Linked DNA regions of Sus scrofa: regions 1, 2, 3 and 5 are each linked to region 4. A link is a contact called in public targeted proximity ligation data. All regions are on one chromosome and are shown on one strand. The core of a region is the stretch at or near the end of the contact, and the rest is flanking DNA. Distances in the headings are between cores, read along the strand shown. Region 1 overlaps MKL1 (MKL/myocardin-like protein 1). Region 2 has its middle 31 kb from the start of MCHR1. Region 3 overlaps MKL1 (MKL/myocardin-like protein 1). Region 4 overlaps MKL1 (MKL/myocardin-like protein 1). Region 5 holds the start of MKL1 (MKL/myocardin-like protein 1).

The links.
Region 1: a contact with region 4 is called in a targeted proximity ligation map of skeletal muscle. A contact is called at or near these places in 2 of 2 datasets of targeted methods (alveolar macrophages and skeletal muscle).
Region 2: a targeted proximity ligation map of skeletal muscle shows a contact between it and region 4. A contact is called at or near these places in 1 of 47 Hi-C or Micro-C datasets (embryonic fibroblasts) and 1 of 2 datasets of targeted methods (skeletal muscle).
Region 3: a contact with region 4 is called in a targeted proximity ligation map of alveolar macrophages, with 6 times the contacts expected there. A contact is called at or near these places in 5 of 5 promoter capture datasets (fetal liver, fetal skeletal muscle, liver and 1 more), 27 of 47 Hi-C or Micro-C datasets (adipocytes, alveolar macrophages, blood and 12 more) and 2 of 2 datasets of targeted methods (alveolar macrophages and skeletal muscle).
Region 5: a targeted proximity ligation map of skeletal muscle shows a contact between it and region 4. A contact is called at or near these places in 18 of 47 Hi-C or Micro-C datasets (adipose tissue, blood, brain and 11 more) and 2 of 2 datasets of targeted methods (alveolar macrophages and skeletal muscle).

What each region holds. Positions count from the first base shown.
Region 1 is chr5:7,809,436-7,813,537 of Sscrofa11.1, reverse strand. It overlaps MKL1 (MKL/myocardin-like protein 1), which reads right to left. Exons shown (of 16, transcript XM_021092835.1): 3 at 1-20. Among named protein-coding and RNA genes, the nearest start is that of MKL1, 60 kb to the right of the region's middle.
Region 2 is chr5:7,705,284-7,708,944 of Sscrofa11.1, reverse strand. No RefSeq gene overlaps it. Among named protein-coding and RNA genes, the nearest start is that of MCHR1, 31 kb to the left of the region's middle.
Region 3 is chr5:7,786,336-7,790,494 of Sscrofa11.1, reverse strand. The region is part of intron 2 of MKL1 (MKL/myocardin-like protein 1); the gene reads right to left. Among named protein-coding and RNA genes, the nearest start is that of MKL1, 37 kb to the right of the region's middle.
Region 4 is chr5:7,954,353-7,958,423 of Sscrofa11.1, reverse strand. It overlaps MKL1 (MKL/myocardin-like protein 1), which reads right to left. Exons shown (of 16, transcript XM_021092835.1): 6 at 883-938. Among named protein-coding and RNA genes, the nearest start is that of SGSM3, 61 kb to the left of the region's middle.
Region 5 is chr5:7,749,450-7,753,600 of Sscrofa11.1, reverse strand. It overlaps MKL1 (MKL/myocardin-like protein 1), which reads right to left and starts at 2,251. Exons shown (of 16, transcript XM_021092835.1): 1 at 2,172-2,251. The coding sequence starts at 2,236. It also overlaps a transcript of MCHR1 not described here.

The DNA.
Region 1 (4,102 bases), core at 1,153-3,652, 150 kb after region 4:
CCAACCATACCCTTCGATCACTAAAACACAAACAGAAAAATAAGAGTTCATGCAATATAAGCAGTTCTTCCAGTTCCTAAAGGGTATTTGGTTTCATAAGTAAGAGGCTGTTTCTTATCTGCTTTCTATTCTCTCCATGCCCACAACTGTAGCTAAGCGTTCACTGGCAAAAAGGCCCAGATATGTGAAGTTAAATAACAGATAACACTGACTGAACACTTACTCTATGCTAGGCACTGTTCTAAGTGCTTAAATGTACTAATCAATTTAATCCTCACAACAACTTTACGAGGTACTCTTATTAACTCATTTTATATCCAAATGACAACTGACCTATACCTCTGAAAATTGCTGTTACTAGTGTTAAGAGATGCCTCTTCAATAAATGTAGGCGATCTCAACCACCGTAGCTGGACTCTCTCAATGGTTGATACCTATAAATGCTTCACAGTCATCTTCTCATTATGTATCGCTTAAGTCCCCATGGTGGCTGAGCACTATACCAGGTGATAAACAGGATTCATTCTCTGCCCTTTAGGAGTTGAGAAACTAGCTGGGGAGATCAGACTAAATGCAAGAAATGGTTCAACAAATGGAATGCCCTATGATGAGGTATATACTCTGTGCAATCATTCAGGGGAAAAAAAATCAATAACCTTTAGGAAAAGGAAAGGAAAGCTTCAGAAAAGACTTGCCCTAAAGCTGGACCTTCAAAAATTTAAAACAAAAGCAAAAAACAGAGAGGAGAGGAGCTCCCGTCGTGGCTCAGTGGTTAACCAATACGACTAGGAACCATGAGGTTGCAGGTTCAATCCCTGGCCTCGCTCAGTGGGTTAAGGATCTGGCGTTGCCGTGAGCTGTGGTGCAGACACGGCCCAGATCCGGTGTTGCTGCAGCTGTGGCGTAGGCCAGTAGCAACAGCTCCAATTAGACCCCTAGCCTAGGAACCTCCATATGCCGCGGGGGCAGCCCTAGAAAAGGCAAAACGACCAAAAAAAAAAAAAAAAAAAAAAAAAAAATTTGGTAGCAGGCTCAGGCAGACTCTATCTGAAGTCCTCCATAATAGGATCCCATTCAGTCCTACTAGCCTTTGCCTTGGCCAATGATCTCCTCATATCCAGTAGCTATACCAAACTTCAAACTTCTAGGACACACAATCTTTGACAGCTCCACTGCTTTTCCAACTGCCTTAAATGCCCCTCCCTTTCCCTGGTAGGTTATTAATTTATCCTGGTATACAGGAGCACTCAATAAAATATAGCCACTGTAATAAATAATTTTTTACCATTAAGATTCAACTGAACTATTTTTCTATAACCTTTTCCAATTCTTCAGAGTTGGTCTGCTGTCCTCTCTGCCACACTCCCATGGCATTTGTCTCCTTCTCCATTAGAATGGTTAAAACACTGTACTGTCCCCAGGCTTCCTTTTTTCCCTCTTACTTGTCCAAACAGGAAACATCTTTTATACAACTCTATATCCCCCAAGACTAGCACAGTGTCTGGCACATAACAGGTGCCCATTATGCACTTGTTGGCCCGACTGATTCAAATCTATAAACAGAATAATGATAGGACTCTTCTAAAAAGTCAGCTCATTCAGTACCTTTAAACAATTCAGCTTGTCAAAAATCTAATGCATTTTTATATTTTCATGAATATGTCTACTACATAATTATACCAACAATTCATGCACAAAAAAAGTCAAAGTGGGAGCTCCCCAGTGGCCTAGCAGTTAAGGATCCAGCATTACCACTGCTTTGGCTCAGGTTTAATCTCTGACCTGAGAACTTCCACATGCTATGGGTGCAGCCAAAAAAAAAAAAAAGGGACCTCATCCATGCCAACAAAGACAGGAGACATTAAATGAACTGATCATTAGATACTGTGGCTGGTGAGCTTTCTCACTGAAAGTATGCCACAACTTTGTATGCAGTATGTATGTTTAAATGTCTTTATACTGGCTTTAGTCATAAATCATAGAAGTTACAAATATAGAAGTCCAATCATAAATCCAAGGTGTATTTATAGAAACTTTCCATATGGTGGGAGTTTAAGAAGTAAAACAGCAGCCTTTTTCTCTGCCAAAAACAGAGAGTAGCAGAGCGCAAAAGGACCAAACCCTCTCTTGACTCTGCTCTTGGCTCAGCTTAAAGCACTGGAAGAAATGTGCAGGGCAAGCAGGAGCCTCGCTGAAAAGCAGTCACCCAGGGCAACAGGCACTTTGAATGTCTGTGCTATTCAAGGCTTAAGTATTAATTGTATACATGTCCATGTTCATTTAAAGCACAATTTGTGGCTTGGAACTTAAAAAATGTTCTAATGTGCTAGTCTGTCCACATATTAATCAAGTCAGCCAGGTTTGAACATGCCAAGCTTAAAATACTCTCTAGATCGGTATGCAAAGGTATGAGCTCAATCCTTTATTCTCAGGAAAAGGAACTTAGTCAAGGGAGAGTGACTAAAGCAATGAAAGCCGTAACAGAAAAAGTCAACTCCTAAATAGTGCTGAGTTACTATTTAAAAACATCTGAATAGAAACAGGATATAAGATAATGACAAATTTCTTACAATTATTAATCTCACTTAAAATGAGATCCTGGTTTTGTAGTTGTAAGTTGCCAGAGAATGTATTTTGAAACAGATTTCTACATGAGACCATCTCATAAAAAGGCTGTTTTAGTCATCCACTGACTAAATCTCTTGAGAATTCAAGCCTAACGTATTTTATATTGAAATAAATTATATTTTTATATGAATAGTACTATAAGCAAAGTTTATTTTAGTCTTTTTTTTTTTTTTTTTTTGGTCTTTTTGCCTTTTCTAGGGCCACACCCACAGCATATGGAGGTTCCCAGGCTAGGGGTCTAATCGGAGCTGGAGCCGCCGGCCTACACCACAGCCACAGCAACACGGGATCTGAGCTGCGTCTGTGACCTACACCACAGCTCACGGATCCTTAACCACTGAGCAGGGCCAGGGATCGAACCCGCAACCTCATGGTTCCTAGTCAGATTAACCACTGAGCCATGACGGGAATTCCAATTTTAGTCTTTTATCAGCTTCAGAAAAATGCCAATAAAACCTGGAATGATTAAATTTGTGTAAGTAAACCTCAGAAGCTCACCCATCCATTTCAGTTGGGAAACCAGTGCAGAAAGGGTTCAATGACTTGATAACAGGAAGACTACGACCAGAATCTGATTACTAGACCAATGTATTTATTCTACTACATACTACTAAACACACTTTTATTAAGATAGAAAATGTTTTAGAAATTACAACAGAAAATTTTAAATACTTATACCCTTCCCCCAACTGAAAAGAATTTAAAAAGTAGATGTGTGTGTCCTGAAGATTTGGAAATGCTATCCTTTAAAACCTTAGGCAGGACTTCCCTGGTGGTTCAGTGGGCTAAGGATCGGTGTTGTCACTGCTGTGGCTCTGGTTACAGCTGTGACACATGCTGTGGGTGTACCCCTCAAAAAACAAACAAACTTGGGCAGTAGTAGATTAAAGCAGTTATTGTCAATGCTTTTGGCTCAAAACCTGCTTATATGGAATCTTTGCTGGAAATTGTTTTAAAAAGTTTGTCTTGGAGTTCCCATCATGGCTCAGCGGTTAACGAACCTGATTAGTATCCATGAGGATGCAGGTTCAATCCCTGAATTCACTCAGTGGGTTGAGGATGTGGCATTGCCATGAGCTGTGGTGTGGGCCACAAACATGGCTCAGATCCCCAGTTGCTGTGGCTGTGGTGTAAGCCAGTAGCTACAGCTCCAATTCAACCCCTAGTCTGGGAACTTCCATATGTTGCGGGTGCAGCCCTAAAAAGACAACAACAACAAAAAAGCCTGTCTTATGTTCCATAGGGAATGGGAATAATTTTTATAATCTAAAATGACATTATCCTTTTCTTCTAAAATATAAACTTCCCATGGGGGGGCAATTTCACAGAATTCAGGGTCTTTCAAACAAATATTTCTTCTGAAAAAAATACATAAGTGCCTTTTTTTTTTTTTTTTTTTGTCTTTTTGCTATTTCTTTGGGCCGCTCCCGCGGCACATGGAGGTTCCCAGGTTAGGGGTCGAATCAGAGCTGTA
Region 2 (3,661 bases), core at 640-3,139, 250 kb after region 4:
GCTGTAACAAATAACCGTAGACCTGGTGGTTTAAAATAACAGACTTTTATGCATCTACAGTTCTGGGGGCCAGAGTCCAAAATCAAAGTGTCAGCAGGGCCTGGCTCTCTTTGCGGGCTCTAGGGGGAGAATCCTTCCCTGCCTCTTCTAGCTTCTGGTGGCTCCAGACCTGCGTTGGCTTGTAGCTGCACCACCCCTATCTCTGTCCCCATCTTTACAGGGCCTTCAGTCTGTGTCTTTCACAAGGATACTTGCCATTGGATTTAGAGCCCACTTGGATAATCCAGGATGCTCTCATCTCCAGATCTTTTACTCAATTCCTTCTGCAAAGGCCCTTTTTCCAAATAAGGTCACATTCACGGGTTCCAGGGGTTTAGATGTTGACGTATCATTTGGGGGCCCACCATTCAACCCACTACAATCAAATAGGACTATGATGTAAGAAACATAAAACTCATCTGGAATTGGCTGAAATAACAAAATAGATCTATTGGCTCTTGTGGACAACAGGTCCAGGGCAGCACTGGCTCCACGTGAGGCACTCGGGACTGGCTCCACCCCCAGGCAGGCTCTTCCCTTATGGTTTGAAGGGCTGTCAGCTGCTCCTTGGGTTATAAATTACCTTGTTCAAGTCCACATGGATGAGAGAAGCTTTTCCTTCCAGAAACTCCCAGCCCGTGTTTCTTTGTCTCCCATCAGCCCTGACGAAGGTACATGCCCAGCAGTAGACCTGTCCCTGTGGCTAGAGGTGGGGATGCTGGTCCTAAGCTAGTCAGGAACCACGCCTAGAGGTAGACCTGGGGTTTCCCCCTTTAGAACACAAGGCTGAGAGCAGGAGCGCCCCCAGCTTAAAGTCAAAGTACAGCAAGGATGTCCTACATAACATGGGGAATAGAGCCCATATTTTGTAGTAACTTCATTTATTTTTTTTGTTTCTCTAGGGTCACACCTGCAGATAGGGAAGTTCCCAAGCTAGGGGTTTAACTGGAGCTGTAGCTGATGGCCTACACCACAGCAACAGCAAGGTGGGACTCGAGCCGCATTTGCAACGTACACCACAGCTCACGGCAATGCCAGATCCTTAACCCACTGCGTGAGGCCAGGGATCGAACCCACCTCCTCACGGATCCTAGTCAGGTTCGTTTCCACTTAGCCATGATGGGACCCTCCCGTGTAGTAACTGTAAATAGAGTGTAACCTTTAAAAGTTGTATGAAAAATTAAAAATAAAAAAAACTCAAATAATAAAAAAGTACAACCTAAGCCTTGATCAAACATCTTATAAACTGTTGCAAACCAAAGGAGAAAAAAAAACACCCAGATACTGTGGGGAGACAACCCACCACGGGTTCTCAGTCCTCCCCTACACTTTTTCGGGTGAGTATGGCATCTTTCATTCTACAGACGTTGAAATGGAGGGTCAGGAACACGGGCAAACTTGGTTAAAGTCACTCACTCATAAATGGAGCAGAACCAGGCTCGAAACTCAGGTCTGTTGATTCCACAGCCTCTCTCCTGCTAGTGGCCAGGCCAGGGCCATCTCCTTTCTGTCCTGCCGAAGCCGCAGGCACTCTCCTTGGAGCTATGCCATGGATCAGTGTGTGTCAGCTGAAAATGAAATAGAAAACGTCTGGGTAAATTACAGCCACCAGATAGCTCTCCAGAGACCTAAGGAAAGGGTTTGAGATAAAAGCCACAACACAAAGAATAAATAATACTTCATGTTAATGGCCATCGATATGCTCATTCCAAAACGGAGTCTGAAAACAGAACTGAAAAGCAATATTTGATATACTAATTTTTGCGTTCCCCATCGTAAAAATCAGTGAAACGTTTTCTCTTCGGAACTGCTGGACCTCAGCAACCTCCTCATTTGCCCTTACAGAGGCAAGCCAAGAATCCTGGTGCCGCCGGGCGGGCGAGAGAGGTGATGGCGGGATCCAGTCTCGGGACAGGCGGGGGCGGGGGTGGGGGTGGTGGAGTTTGCCAGCATCAAAAAAATTGTGATGTTTATAAAATCACACAACCTGTTAGTATAAAAGGAGCTTTAAAGGTTTTCAAAAACAAACCCAGGAGATCCCTTCGTGGCACAGTGGTTAACGAATCTGACTAGGAACCATGAGGTTGCAGGTTCGGTCCCTGCCCTTGCTCCGTGGGTTAAGGATCCGGCGTTGCCGTGAGCTGTGGTGAAGGTCGAAGACGCGGCTTGGATCCTGCGTTGCTGTGGCTCTGGCGTAGGCTGGCGGCTACAGCTCCGATTGGACCCCTAGCCTGGGAACCTCCATATGCCAAGGGAGCGGCCCAAGAAATAGCAAAAAGACAAAAAAAAAAAAAAAAAAAAAAAAAAACCCAAAAAACAAAAAACAAAAAAAACAAACCCAAAAAGGTTTTTCAGTTCTTCTCTTTACTTAATACAGGTAGCTCTTTACTCGAGGACAGAGACTGTGTTATTCTGCTTTGCACTCTGAGCACTGCAGAGGCTCTGGTCCAGTGGAGGTGCTCAATCAGTGTCTGTCCAAGAAATGAATAAATGAAGAAACAGACCTTTCCTAGTGCATACAAAACTGGTCAGGTTCTTAGGAACTGAGGCATCTGTTTCACACATCAAACTCATGCCTAAATTCATAAAAGAAATTACTATATAAAGCGGAGTGCAGAAAGCAGAAAGCATATTTTCCTTTGCATGAGGGAAGGAAATTCTAACATATGCTACGACATGGATAAAACCTGAGGACATTACGCTCAGTGAAATAAGCCCATCACAAAAAGATAATACTGTATGTTTCCACTCATAGGAGCGACCCTAGAGAAGTCAAATTCAGGGACTGAAAATAGAACGGTGGTTGCCAAGGGCTGGGGAGAGGGAGGAATGGAAGTTGGTATGTATGTATTTATTTTTAGGGCTGCACTTGAAGCATATGGAGGTTCCTAGGCTAGGGGTCGCATCAGAGCTGTAGCCGCCGGCCTACACCACAGCCACAACAATGCTAGATCTGAGCTGCATCTGCGACCTACACCACAGCTCAAGCTCACAGCAACGCTGGATCCTTAACCCACTGAGCAAGGCCAGGGATCGAACCTGCATCTTCATGGATACTAGTTGGATTCATTTCTGCTGCGCCACAAGGGGGAACTCCGGGAAGTTGGTATTTAGTGAGTACAGAGTTTCAGTTTAACAAGAAGACAAAAGCTATGGAGATGAATGTACTGATGGTTACACAACATAATGAATGTATTTAATATCACTGAACAGTATACTTAAAACGGTAATTTTTTTTCTTTTTAAGGCCACACCTGCAGCATATGGAAGTTCGTGGGCTAGGGGTTGAATCAGAGCTGCAACGGCAGGCCTATGCCACAGCCACAGCAACGCTGGATCTGAGTCGCACATGCGACCTATGCCACAGCTTGCGGCAACACTGGATCCTTAACCCACTGAGCGAGGCCAGTGATTGAACCTGCATCCTCATGGACACTATGTTGGGCTTCACATGCTGAGCCATAACAGGAGCTCCTACAATGGTAAATTTCATGTTACATGTATTTAAACATTTTTTTTTAATTGGAAGAAAACAATTTTTATATAAGTTCTCTTTCTGGGCCATGCCTAGAAGTTGCAAGCCTTCAGCAGGCTTCAGTGTTTCAAAATAGTTACATGAGAC
Region 3 (4,159 bases), core at 640-3,139, 170 kb after region 4:
GTGGCTCAGGTCCTGCTGTGGTGTGGGTTCAATCCCTAGCCCAGGAACTTCCACATGCCACGAGTTTGGCAAAGGAAGAAAGAAAGAGAAAAAAACCCAGCAACTGTACAGTAAGCAAGGGAGAGAGTGGAAGATCATGAAATTGACTCCAGAGAGAAAAATCCTAAGATCTTCAGTCCCATGTGGAGAGCAGTTCATAAGAAATCAAAGGCAGAAGTATGGAGTCCAATTCAAAGGAAGCTATTGAAATAATACAGGGAAGAGATAATAATAAGAATGGCATGATGGTCAGTTGAATGTGCATCAACTTGGTTAGGCTATAGTCCTCAGTTATTCAAACATTAATCTAAGTGCTGCTGCGAAGGTATTTTGTAGATGTGATTAACATTCATAATCAATTGACTTTAAGTAAAGATTATCCCAGATGATCTGGGTGGGCCTCGTTTAATCAGTTAAAAGGCCTTAAGAGCAGAACTGAGATTTTCCAGAAGAAATTTCACCTGTGGATACCAACATCCACTCCCGCCGCTGCCGCCGAGCGTTCCAAACTGTCTTTTCTGTCAGCCTAGCCTATGATGCTGCAGTTGCCTAGCCAGCGTCCCCCCCACCCCCGCCACCCCAAATCAGATAAAGAATAAATCCTTGTAATAAGTCCCTTAATCTCCTACTTGTTCTGTTTCTCTGATTGAACCCTGACTGATAAAGATTTTGGTATCTTGAAGTGGGATTGCTGCTATAACATATTCTTTTAAACATGGAAATGGCTTTGAAATTAGATAACGAGTAGAGGCTGGAAGAATTCTGAGACGCAGGAATGGATAAGCAATGAGGTCCTGCTGTGTAGCACTGGGAACTATGTCTAGTCACTTATGATGGAACATGATAATGTGAGAAAAAAGAATCTATACATGTATGTGTAACTGGGTCACCTTGCTGTACAGGAGAAAACTGACAGAACACTGTAAACCAGCTATAATGAAAAAAATAAAAATCATTATATACTTTAAAAAAATAATTCGGAGAAGCATAATTTCAAAAGCCTAGACTGCCTTCAACAAACTGTTGGTAGAAATAGAGACCCTGAAGGCGATTCTGGTGAGAACTCAGAGGGAAGTGAGAAGCACAACACAGAAAGCCTATACTGTTTTAGAGACTATAAATGTCATCAAAAACAGAAGGCTCGTAAAAAACACGAACACTAAAGGTGCTTCTGGTAAGGTCTCAGAAGAAAATGAGGAATGTTATTAGGAACTGGAGGAAAGGAGTTCCCCTTGTGGCTCAGTGGTTAACGAATCCAACTAGGAATGATGAGGTTGCAGGTTCGATCCCTGGCCTTGCTCAGTGGGTTGAGGATCCGGCATTGCCATGAGCCGTGGTGTAGACTGCAGACTCGGCTCAGATCCTGCATAGCTGTGGCTCTGATGTAGGCCAGTGGCTATAGCTCCAATTAGACCCCTAGCCTGGGAACCTCCATGTGCCGCGGGAGTGGCACTAGAAAGGGCAAAAAGACAAAAAAAAAAAAAAAAAGGAACTGGAGCAAAAGGGATCCTTTTCAGACAATGGCAAAAAAAAAAACTTAGCTGAATTTCGTCCTACAGTTGTGTGAAAAGCAGAACTTGGATATTTAGCTAAGGGGATTTTCAAGCAGCAAGTTGAAGGTGCAGGCTGGTTTCTTCTGGTTGCTTACAGCAAAATGCAAGAGGAAAGAAAAATTGATGGGCTAAATGTCAAACAAAGGAAACTAGTATGTGATGATTTGAGAAATTCTCAGCTTATCTAGACCACAAAAAATGCTAAAATTAGGAGACGCTAGTAAGAAAGCACTGCTGTGGCGAGGAAAGCCAAGAGTGTGGCTGGACAACATTTTACTCCTGCTGAAAGATCACACATGTAACTCAGGGGCCCTCAACCAACCGTCTAAGCGGAAGCTAGGAAGAGACAGGCGATTATCCAGGGAAGATCTACGGAGGAGCCTCCTGTCTAATGACAAGAACCCCTTTCCATCTGGCGGCAGCCATCATGTAAGCCGAGATGGGCGCCTACGCGTACCTCCAGGAGCTATGGAGGAAGAGGCTTTCTCCTCCAGTGCACTGCCGGCAGTCCCACCAGCCCTCAGCGTCTCACAGGGCCCCCCACCTCAACTGGCCTGATAAGGCTCGCAGGCTGGGTACAAGGCCAGGTAAGGTCATCAGATTCATGTGCCACCATGGCAAGCCTAAGGGTGCCACCATGGCAAGCCTGTCCACCCCATGGTGTCAACCAGCTGAAGTCTGCCCGAAGCCTTGAGTCTACTGCCGAGGTCCTAAATTCTTACTGAGTTGGTGAAGCTTCTATGTACAAATTCTCTGAGGTTATCCTCATTGATCCATTCCATAAAGCTATGAGAAGAAATCCTGACACCCAATGGAGCATCAAACCAGTCTACAAGCACAGGGAGATGCGAGGGCTGACTTGCTGGCAGAAAGAGCTGTGGCCTCGAGAAGGGCCTCAAGTTCCACCACACTACTTGTGGTTCTCGCCACACAGCTTGAAGAAGATGCAATAGTCTCCTACTTCACCGATACTGCTGATACAAGTACTGTTTATAAAATTCTTACCTAGTGGATAAGCAATGAGATCCTACTGTATAGCACAGGGAACTGTATCCACTCACTTGTGATGGAACATGATAGAGGATAATGTGAAAAAAAGAATATATATAGATATGTATGACTGGGTCACTTAGCTGTATGGTAGAAATTGACAGAACACTGTAAATCAGCTATAATGGAAAAAATAAAAATCATAAAATCATAAAAATTCTTACCTAATAAACAATATAGGACATTCATGTCTGCTTAAAAAAAAAAAAAAATCCCTGAGACATACATACATAGGAGACTCAAAAGGTTTCTGAGACTCTTACATAAGCAGAAACACGCCAGCCAGCTTGGCCTGAAAGGGACAGAAAGAAAACAAAGCAAAGGAAGCCTGTTGGACTACCAAAATTCTACAGGCAATTTAACTACTAATAAAACCACACAGCAACCACGTGCTACCCTTCAAGAAAAAGTGAAGATAATTCCAGGAACAGTCTTGGGTCCCGAAGCCAGAGTCCCAGAGGGTGGCATCTCTAGCTACAGAGGATTACTCCTAGGCTTTGCAACCTAAGAGATTTTCTGCTGAATTTTAAAATCGGTGGGACCAGTGACACACTTATTCCTTGCATTTTCTCCTTTTTGGAATGGGAATGTCTAAAAGCTGGGAACACATAACTTACTGTCTAGTTTCCCAGGTCCACAGACGGAAAGAAATTTTGCACCAAGAGGGATCATACCCAAAGTCTCACCTATACCTGATTTAGATGAGTTGTATGACAGATTTTGGACTTTAAAGCTGACGATATTTAAATGAGATCTTGGAGTTGAGTGGATGCTGCAGTAGGTTGAGACTCAGGAATGTTGGAATGGAATGAATATATTTGGCATGTAGGACAGATGTGAATCTTTGGGAGCAGAGTGTAGTAAACTGAAAAATGGAACCCTAAAAGATAACCACATCCTCCATATCCTAATCCCTGGTACCTATGCTACCTTATGAATCAAAAAAAAAAGGGGGGGGGAGTATATCTGCAGATATGATTAAGCTAAGGATCTTGAGATGGGGTGATTATCTTGGATTATCTGTATGAGCCTTAAATGCAATCACATCTATAAAAGAAGCAGAGAGAGAGGTGACAAACACAGAGGAGATGTGCAGAAAGAAATCTGAAGATGCTGGCCTTGAAGACTGAAGAGATACTGCCTTAAGCCAAGGAATGCCAGCAGTCACCAGAAGCTGGAAGAGGTGAAGAACAGACTCTCCCCTAGGGACTCTGGCAGGACTGCAACTCTGTTGCTGACACCTTGATTTCAGCCCAATGAAACTGGTTTCAGACATCTGACCTTCAGAACCATAGGAGAATAAATATGTGTTGTTTTAAGCCACCACCAATTCGTGGGTGATTTGTTAAAGTAGCACAGGAAATTAATACACTAATGAATACAGAGGGCTTAGACATAGGTGATTATGGCAGAGGTGATGAAACGTGACCAGGTTATCATACATGTGGAGAGCTAACAGGATTTGCTGATGGGGTGGATATTGTGGGAAAGAAAGAGAAGATGACTCTAAGGTTCTT
Region 4 (4,071 bases), core at 869-3,368:
AACAGACACAGTGCAATTGGTCGCTCTTTTGGTTCCCAGTACCTGGGACCTCGTTCTTCCCACTCAAAGAATTAATCATAATTTTCTTTAGAAATGTGTTAAACTAAGCATAGAGGACAGTTAAGATATGTCTTGGAAGTGACTACTTTAGCATCTCTAAAGGAGCTGTGTCTTAGGGAGCCACGGCCCATGATTCTCAATTTGAGGAGGTTCTCTTCCCGTGTTTTTTACAAAAAAAGAAAAAAGCAAAGGGGCTGAGAGGGGGAAGCATGTTCTGGAGACTTCCCCATCTCTGCCCACAATGGGCAGCTGAATATCCCCCTGAGGCCCCCGAGGGAACCGAAACTGAGGGGATAGGGCAACGAGCCAGGTGCTGTGGCGTGAACCTGAGCCCAGAGCGGGGCGCAGCTTCTGCTTCGACGGCCTCCAGTGGACCCTGGCTCTCAGGCACGTGGAGACCGGTGAGGTTTCCAGCCCCTCGGGATGCCCACCCCGGAGAGGTGTGGGGAGTGTGGCCACGGACACGGGGGGACCACCACTTGGCAAGCTTTTCCATGGCTGCTGTCCACATCCTAACAGCTACAAAAGGCTAAGTGGAATTAAAGATGGAAATACTAGTGGTGAACAAAGCCAAGGGAGAGAGGCGACCACTGCACACTCGCATGCACCAGAGGAGGAAACTCTTTCTCATCACGGTCCATGTCACCACGCTGGGGGACACGGGGAGGAGGGGGGATGAAGCGGAAAAGGCAGCACCTTATATTTACAACTGTGAGACCTGGGCTGACCCTGGAGACATGCCCGACTGGAAGGAAGAGGACCCGCAACGTAATAGGCTCTGAAAATGCTCCTGGGAATCCTTGGGGAGGGAAGGTGCCTTACCCTGGCCCGCTCCAAGCTCCTTCTCTGCTCATGAAATGCAGCTGGACTTTTCAAAGCTGTTGGGAAAAGAATCATAAAAGATTACTTTATAGTGAAGCATGATGTCTACTTCCAATTTACAGTGGAGAAGGCGTCTTAAATTCAAGTTGATTTTAGCAGGACTCAGCACCAGCTGAAGTGAGGAAGAAAACGGCACCTGAGCAAGCACACAGCTCGGTGCTTCAGCTCCCCCTCGAAACAGTTCGGTTACTTTGTTCCCAGTGGAGAGTCCCTGCCTAAGCCTGGGCTCCAGAAAGAGCACCCATGGAATAGAACTGTAACAGAATCCTCCATGAGCAGGCAACCCTCCAAGAAGGCCTGCCGGGCCTCCCTTTACTCTCAGGAAGATGGGGACACGGAGCAGGGCTGCAAGCGGCGTCCACCTGCTCTCCCTCTTCAATCTCATCAGGAATCGCAAAGCAACCAAACGGTCTGAATGGGGCAATTAAACCAAAAAGACACACGTCTGCTTGGGTGCCATTTCCTTCTTCAGCTCAGCTGATATTAATAGTGCTGCTAAAATTAACCTGAATTTCACCTTGAAGGACTAAAAGAACTTCACAGGGACTCTATGGTTAACCCTGGTGCACACACCCAGTGCTGACCAGAAGGGCTCCCTGCAGCCCCCGCCCAAGACTCAGCTCTGTTCTGGGGCCGCAGTTCTCGACTCAGTAAACAGCACCGAGGTGGAGAGATCAAAGCAGAACCCTCTAAGGATGCAGCATCACGAAGAGAGCTTGTGTTAAAACTCAGCAGGACACCCTGAGGATGAGAGGGTAAGGGCCTGATTCACTTCAAGCAGGGAACAGCAGTAAGGAGGAATTTATAAGATCATGGTCAGTTTCACTTCTGCTGCTTGAGAATTTCAGAGCAGCTGTGAAACTGTGGGGAGATAATTTTGCGGGGCTGCCGGCTGTGGTAGGAGTGCAGGGTAAGGAGACGCTATAAGTAGCATTGAGCACAGATAGGGCCCTATCCTGCCGGGGCCTCTGTGCTTCCTCCCCCAGCCCGCCCCGAGGGCTGGGCCTTACCAGGAGCAGTCTCACAAGAAAGCTCCAAATGTCCTGCAGTACTTTTTTTTTTAAACGTTTCGGGGTTTTTAGAACTTAGGGTAAAAAAACAATCATTTTAAAAGATCAGTTGAGAGCACCCCACCTTCTAACAGCAGGGGGAGCTCTAGATCTAAGAAATAATCTAAGGAAAACCAGCACCAGCTCCCTCCCCAGCCTACCAGAGCATTCCAAAGCACTACCCAGGCCAACCCAGCTCTAATCTGAAGGTCCTGGCCTCTCAGTGGGTAAGCAGACAGCCCCTGCACCTGCTTCTACTGAGTAGAGCTGGTTCAACTCCAAAATCGGTCTCCAAAAGCCCTGATATGCAGGGTGTGATGAACCAGCAGGGAATGAACAGGCAGCTTTGCTCTCAGAGAGTGGGAATGAGACTAAGAATCAGAGCCAACTCAGTGTCTGCCCCACCCCCACCCCCAGCCGCCCTTCTGCCTTATTTTTCTGCATAGCTCATACCATCTCACACTCTCTACGGTCATACTACAGATCTTTCTTATTTGGTTACATCTGAATAAGCTTGCTCCATCAGGGCACGGCCGGGTTTTGTCTACTTCTTTCCTTTCTGACAGACCCCCAAAGCCGAAAGTACCCAGCACGTAATTCATTCAATGAATTAATGAATATTCTATAAGGGACACAAAATGTACACTACTGACAGGAAAACTAGAGGATTCTGTGAGCTCTAAACGTCCATTTGAACTGCCAGAATTAGGCTCTCATCTGGGTCCAAAACGTCACAGAGGTCCCAGAGGGAGCATCAAGACCCCTGGGTTCTCGTCCTGGGCTCTGCCAGTCACCGCTGGCGTGACTCAGGGTAGGACCACTTTCTGGGTCTCATGTTCTTCTTCTGCAGAGTGAGCATTTGCTCCCTCCTGGGACTCTTCTGAGAATGAAAGCGCTCTGAAGCCGGCGGTGCTCACCAATGCATTTACTGCTGCTGTCATCAGACGCGGCAACGCGGTTGGGCCCTGGGCTAGATTCCCACACAGGCCGGCTGGTTTAGGCACCACAGCCACAGATTAGCTGACTAAAACACCAGCCAGCTTGCGGCCTCAACAACCTGCACTGGCTGTCCCAAGGAGGAAGGCACAGACCCAGTGTCTAGAAAAACAACTCCCGAAGCACAGAATTTCCTGATGGAAGGGGAGTGCATCATCCTCCTGTACGACAGGGGTGCCGCACCACGAATGGGACAAGTGACAGGTGGACTAGCTGTCGAGGATGTGACTTCCTCCTTGGCTGCACCGAGTTAAGGAACTTTTCATGTAATAGCGAGGAAGTCTGCTTCTATGGACGACACCATTCTTGATACTTTAAACGTGCTGTCTACTTGAATATTCCTAGTGATGCTGTGTGGCGGGTTATACCCCACTTTACAGATGGGGACAGGTTCAGAAAGGGTAGGAAAGGCAGCAAGTGGCAGAGTTAGGATCACAACCTAATTCCCTCTCATGCCCAAGTCGGAGTTTTTTCCTTCCTCTTGGTCGGTTTCTTCACCTCTTCAAAAAGTGGATAAGAATGACCTTATGGGGAGACAAGAAGGCTTCAAGTACACACACTGCTGAGACGCAGGGCTGAGGGCAGGCGCTGTGGGAAGGCCAGCTCGACCACAGCACTGAGCACAGACAGGTTTGAGGAAGGCTCAGAAGACAAGTGCAAAGTAACGGCAGGTACACGAAGCCATGATGGGAAACCTGGCTCACGTGGAGGGCAGGGCGCAGCCTGCAGCCGCAGACGCTGGGAGACAAGCCAGGAGGGGGACCCGCGAGAACCAGAGTGAAGACCAAGAGACGAACTCACGACAGTAACGACCAATCCCAAAGACTGTTTCGTCTTGTAACACCAACGTCATGGTCTCACCAAATCGTTTTAACAAGCACGAGGTAGGTAGCATAATTCTCCTTCTACGTGTGAGGACACTAACGCTGCAGTGACTGTGAGGTCATTTGCTGAGGGATGGACTCCAACCCAGGTCTGGTTCTGTGCTTCCGTCAGCTCTTGAAGAGCCTCTCACTTGGTGCCTCTTTCCCCACGCCCGATTCTGCTCTCTGAGAGCAAGTCAGCAATTTCAACAGCTACTTCC
Region 5 (4,151 bases), core at 1,002-3,501, 200 kb after region 4:
TCTTATGAAGCAAAGAAGTGCACAAGGAAAGCAGCGGGAAAGTCAAAAGCAGACACCCATGGGGGGGGGGGCACGCTGAGGGTACTTTCTGCTAATGGCCTTGAGCTATCTGGTCCCTGGTCCCCAGGCGCAGGGGCAGAGCTGCCACCGCCCCTGACCCCGACCAGCTCTCCAGCTCTGCCCATCTCTCTCGTTCAGATCTAAGTTGCAAGGAGCAGGACAAGGGTCTATCTGTCACTTGGGGGGTAAGATGGGAGTGAAGGGGGGAGGCACAGTTAGGAGGGGGTCCTGGAGGAGAGGAAATGGGGGAGATAGAGGCAGGAAGATGCGGACAGTGCAGAAGCTCATGGAGTACTTTGCACCAATGCAAACTGAACCTGGGGCACCTGCTCTCTGCCATGTCCCCAACTAGGAGGTGAGGACGCAAAAATAAATAGGATGTCATTCCTGCCTTCAGGGAGCATACCAGCCTGGGACACAATAAGAAAATTGTTCATTATAATGGAATGTGATGGCGGGGATTCAGGGTTTACTGAAGGACGATACCCTGGGGCAGGAGCAAAGGAGATCATTGCCGAGCAGATCCCAGGTCAGTCTAGCCCAGGTCAGTCTAGCCTTGACCTGGTCCAGAGGGTGTGTATGTGCTGCGGGGAGGGGAGCCCTGGACACAGCTGTGCTGCGGAATGATTCCCCTTGAGTCAAAGGGACAGGCCTTTTCTACTCCCCTTTCAGGCGCTGGCTGCTGGCTTATGGGGATGGTAACCTCCCCGGCAAGGAGGCTCCTGTCAGCCATGGGCAAGTCTCCACGCAAGGGGACAGCTGGGATAGCTGTCAGTCCCTTGGAGCCCTCAGTCTCAGCAGCTGGAGGGTGGGCGCACCAGCCTGGTAGAGGGACCTGGGTGCGGGACCAGCAGGATGTTTGGTGGAGGATATTTGTCGTGCTGGATGTTTGGTGGAGGACAGAGCAGGGAGCAGAAGGGAGCTGGGGGCGAAGGACATTCTGGGGCATTTTGAAAAAGAGCTTAGGAGGCAGACAAGCAAAGAAAAATCCAAGGGGCCATTGTGTGTAGACGTTGGAGAAGCATGGGACACTTTGTAGCAATGCTAAGCCACTGAAATATGACACGGGGAGAAATAGGAGGTGGTGGAGGCAGAGGCCTGACAGGTGGGTAGAGGCCAGATCATGAAGCGTCCTGGGTACCCTAATAAAAAACTGGGGTTTAAAGCTCTTCTGAAAAAGAACTGGCTTCTCGGAGTTCATGAGGATGTGGGTTTGACTCTTGGCCTTGCTCAGTGGGTTAAGGATCTGGCGTTGCCGTGAGCCTCAGTGTAGGCTGCAGATGCAGCTCAGATCCCAAGTTGCTATGGCTGTGGTGTAGGCCAGCAGCTGTAGCTCCGATTCGACCCCTAGCCTGGGAATCTCCATATGCTGTGGGTGCGGCCCTAAAAAGCAGAAAAAAAAAAAAAAAAAAAAAAAAGAGAGCTGGGTTTTCATTCCAGCCCCACCTCAAAGCTTTCTGCAAACATTTACCCACCATCAGAGGGTGAGCCAGCCTTGTTCAGCTGGGTGAGATCAGAGCCCAGATGCTGCAGAACTGAAGTGGGTGAGAGGCAACCAGCAGGCAAATGGCCAGAGAGGGAAGGCTGGAGAGGGGCTGTCTGCAAGGGCTGAAAACACAGTGGCTGGCACCAATTTGAAAGGTAAGTCCTTTTCTCTATGTAGGCATTTCAGAAGCCGAAAGAAAGAGAGTCATCAGAAGGGGGCCCAAACCAACTATAACAGAAAAAATAAAAATCATTATTTAAAAAGAAAAAAAAAAAAAAAAAAAAGGGAGTGCCATGGAGAGGAATGAACTCAGAATTTGGAATCAGAAGAGCAGAAGGCCTAGGCGTGGGGTGCAGCACCGCCAGCTGGACGGCCCTGAGAGTCACCCAACTCTAGGAACCTCCGTATCTACATCTGCGCTGTGGATCTTATCTGTTCCACGGGGTCAGCTAAGAAAAGGCATGTGTGTAAAAAAAGCCTGTGCAAATGTTAGTTACTCTCATTTTGCCAGCACCCCCACCTCCCCGCCCCAACACATACAAAAAAAGCCTGCAGCAAGGAGAATCCCAAGGCAGGCTCATTTTACTCTGGTTACCATTTGGCACAGAGCAGGTCGGGGACTTACTGGATGACACAGCAAGTCAGCAGCAGAGCCAAGCTGTAAATCCACCCAAGTACTGAGTCCAACATTGTCAGCAGAATCAGCTGAAGCCCAACTTGACACCACAGTTCAGATGTCGAAGGTGTTCCTAGGAAGTCCCTTTCAGCAAAGAGTGTTCAAAGTTGTTCCCAAAGGGCAGTCCTAATATCCTCCAAATGTGGGCAAGCTGTAGCTGGACGAGGCTCCCAGGAGGCTGGGCGAGGAGGGAGAGACTAGATACTTGCCCTGAAAACGGAGAAGAGACTGTGCCTTCCTCAAGGCTTCCTGTGGTTACAGCCCTCCCACCCTCACCCGCTTTTTCAAAACAGATTTATTGAGATGTAATTCATATACCATAAAACACATCTTTTGAAAGGTATGATTCAATGGTTTTTCGTATATTCACGGAGTGGTGCAACCATCACCACAGTAAATTTTAGAACATTTTCATCACCCCATGGAAGAACTCCTAGTCATCAGCAGTCATTTCCTTCCCCCACCCCACCTTTCGCCCAGCCCTAGGCATTCACTAACCTACTTTATAGCTCCAAAGATTTGCCTACATGGGGCATCTCATAAAGATAGAATCATAAGCCATATAGTCTTTGTGATCGGCTTCTTTCACTTAGTGTAGCGATTTCAAGGTTCAATCATGTTGTAGCAAGTATCAGTACTTCATTCTTTTTCATGGCTGAATAATATTCTATTGTGTGATTATACTACATTTTATTTTTCCATTCAGTTTATGGACCTTTGGGTTGTTTCTACTTTTTGGTTATCATGACTAATGCTGCTATGAACATTTGTGCACAGGTTTTGGATTTTTTTTGCCACACTCATGGCATGCAAAAGCTCCCAGGCCAGGGATTGAACCTGTGCCACAGCAGTGACCTGAGCCACAGCAGTGACAATACAAGATCCATAACCCACTAGGCCACCAGGGAACTCCTGTGTACAGGTTTTTGTGTGGACATGTTTTTATTTTTGTTTTTCAAAAACAGGCCAGTTTTATTTATACACAGAACAGGGTACTTACAACCCCAGAGGTGGATATGTACATAGCGATACAGGAGGCCTGTGCGGCACGGTGGGCTCTGTATAAATTAAGATCATAAATATGAGGGGAAGCCCCACCCAATGCCTGCACAAAGCTTTTCACCAAGACTCCAGGGATCCTTCCTGCAGTGGTCTACACTGACAGGACCGTGGGCCTGGAGGGACAGCCGTCCAGCCACAGGGCGGTTGCAGGCGGGGAACAGTCCCAAGTGCAGCAACGAAAACACCACAACGTGCAGGGGGCTCCGCCCTGAACCACTCAGGCTGAGCTTCATGCAACGCTCCGGGCTTATTCCTCTCTCTCCAACGCACTAGACTCAGAAACAGTGTTACGGAAACAGTGTTGCTCTAATCACCAACAATGTTACTTCTAAACACCACACGCTTCACCTAAACCTCAGGCCTTCCCACAGAAGCGCGCCGAGGGCTGGGGCAGCCTCTCCGCGGAGTCCCCAGTCTCCAGTCCCACCCGGGGAACCTCAGACCCCTGGGCACCCCCACCTGAAGCCACAGAGCAGACCCCATTCTGGTACCGCGGGATTTCAGAGAAATCCTGTGAAATCGGGTGACTTCTGCATCTCCCTGTGTCTCCCTCCATTCATCACGGCTGCTCTGACATGTGGGACAGTGCGACACGACCCCCATCCCCAACCTCCCAGGGGCCCTCCCCCCAGTTCCCAGCATGGCCACTCTGCACGGGGACACGCTGGCCTGGGACAGGGCCTTGGCCGGGCTCTGCACCCAGAAGGCGGGGCCAGGGAGCCCCGCTGTGTGGACATGCTTTACTTTCTCTTGGGTTTAGACCCAGGCGTGGACTTGCTGGCTCATCTGGTAACTGTGTGTAACACCATGAGAAGCTGCTAAACTGTTTTTGAAAGTGGCTGCACCGCTTTACACTCCCACCAACCC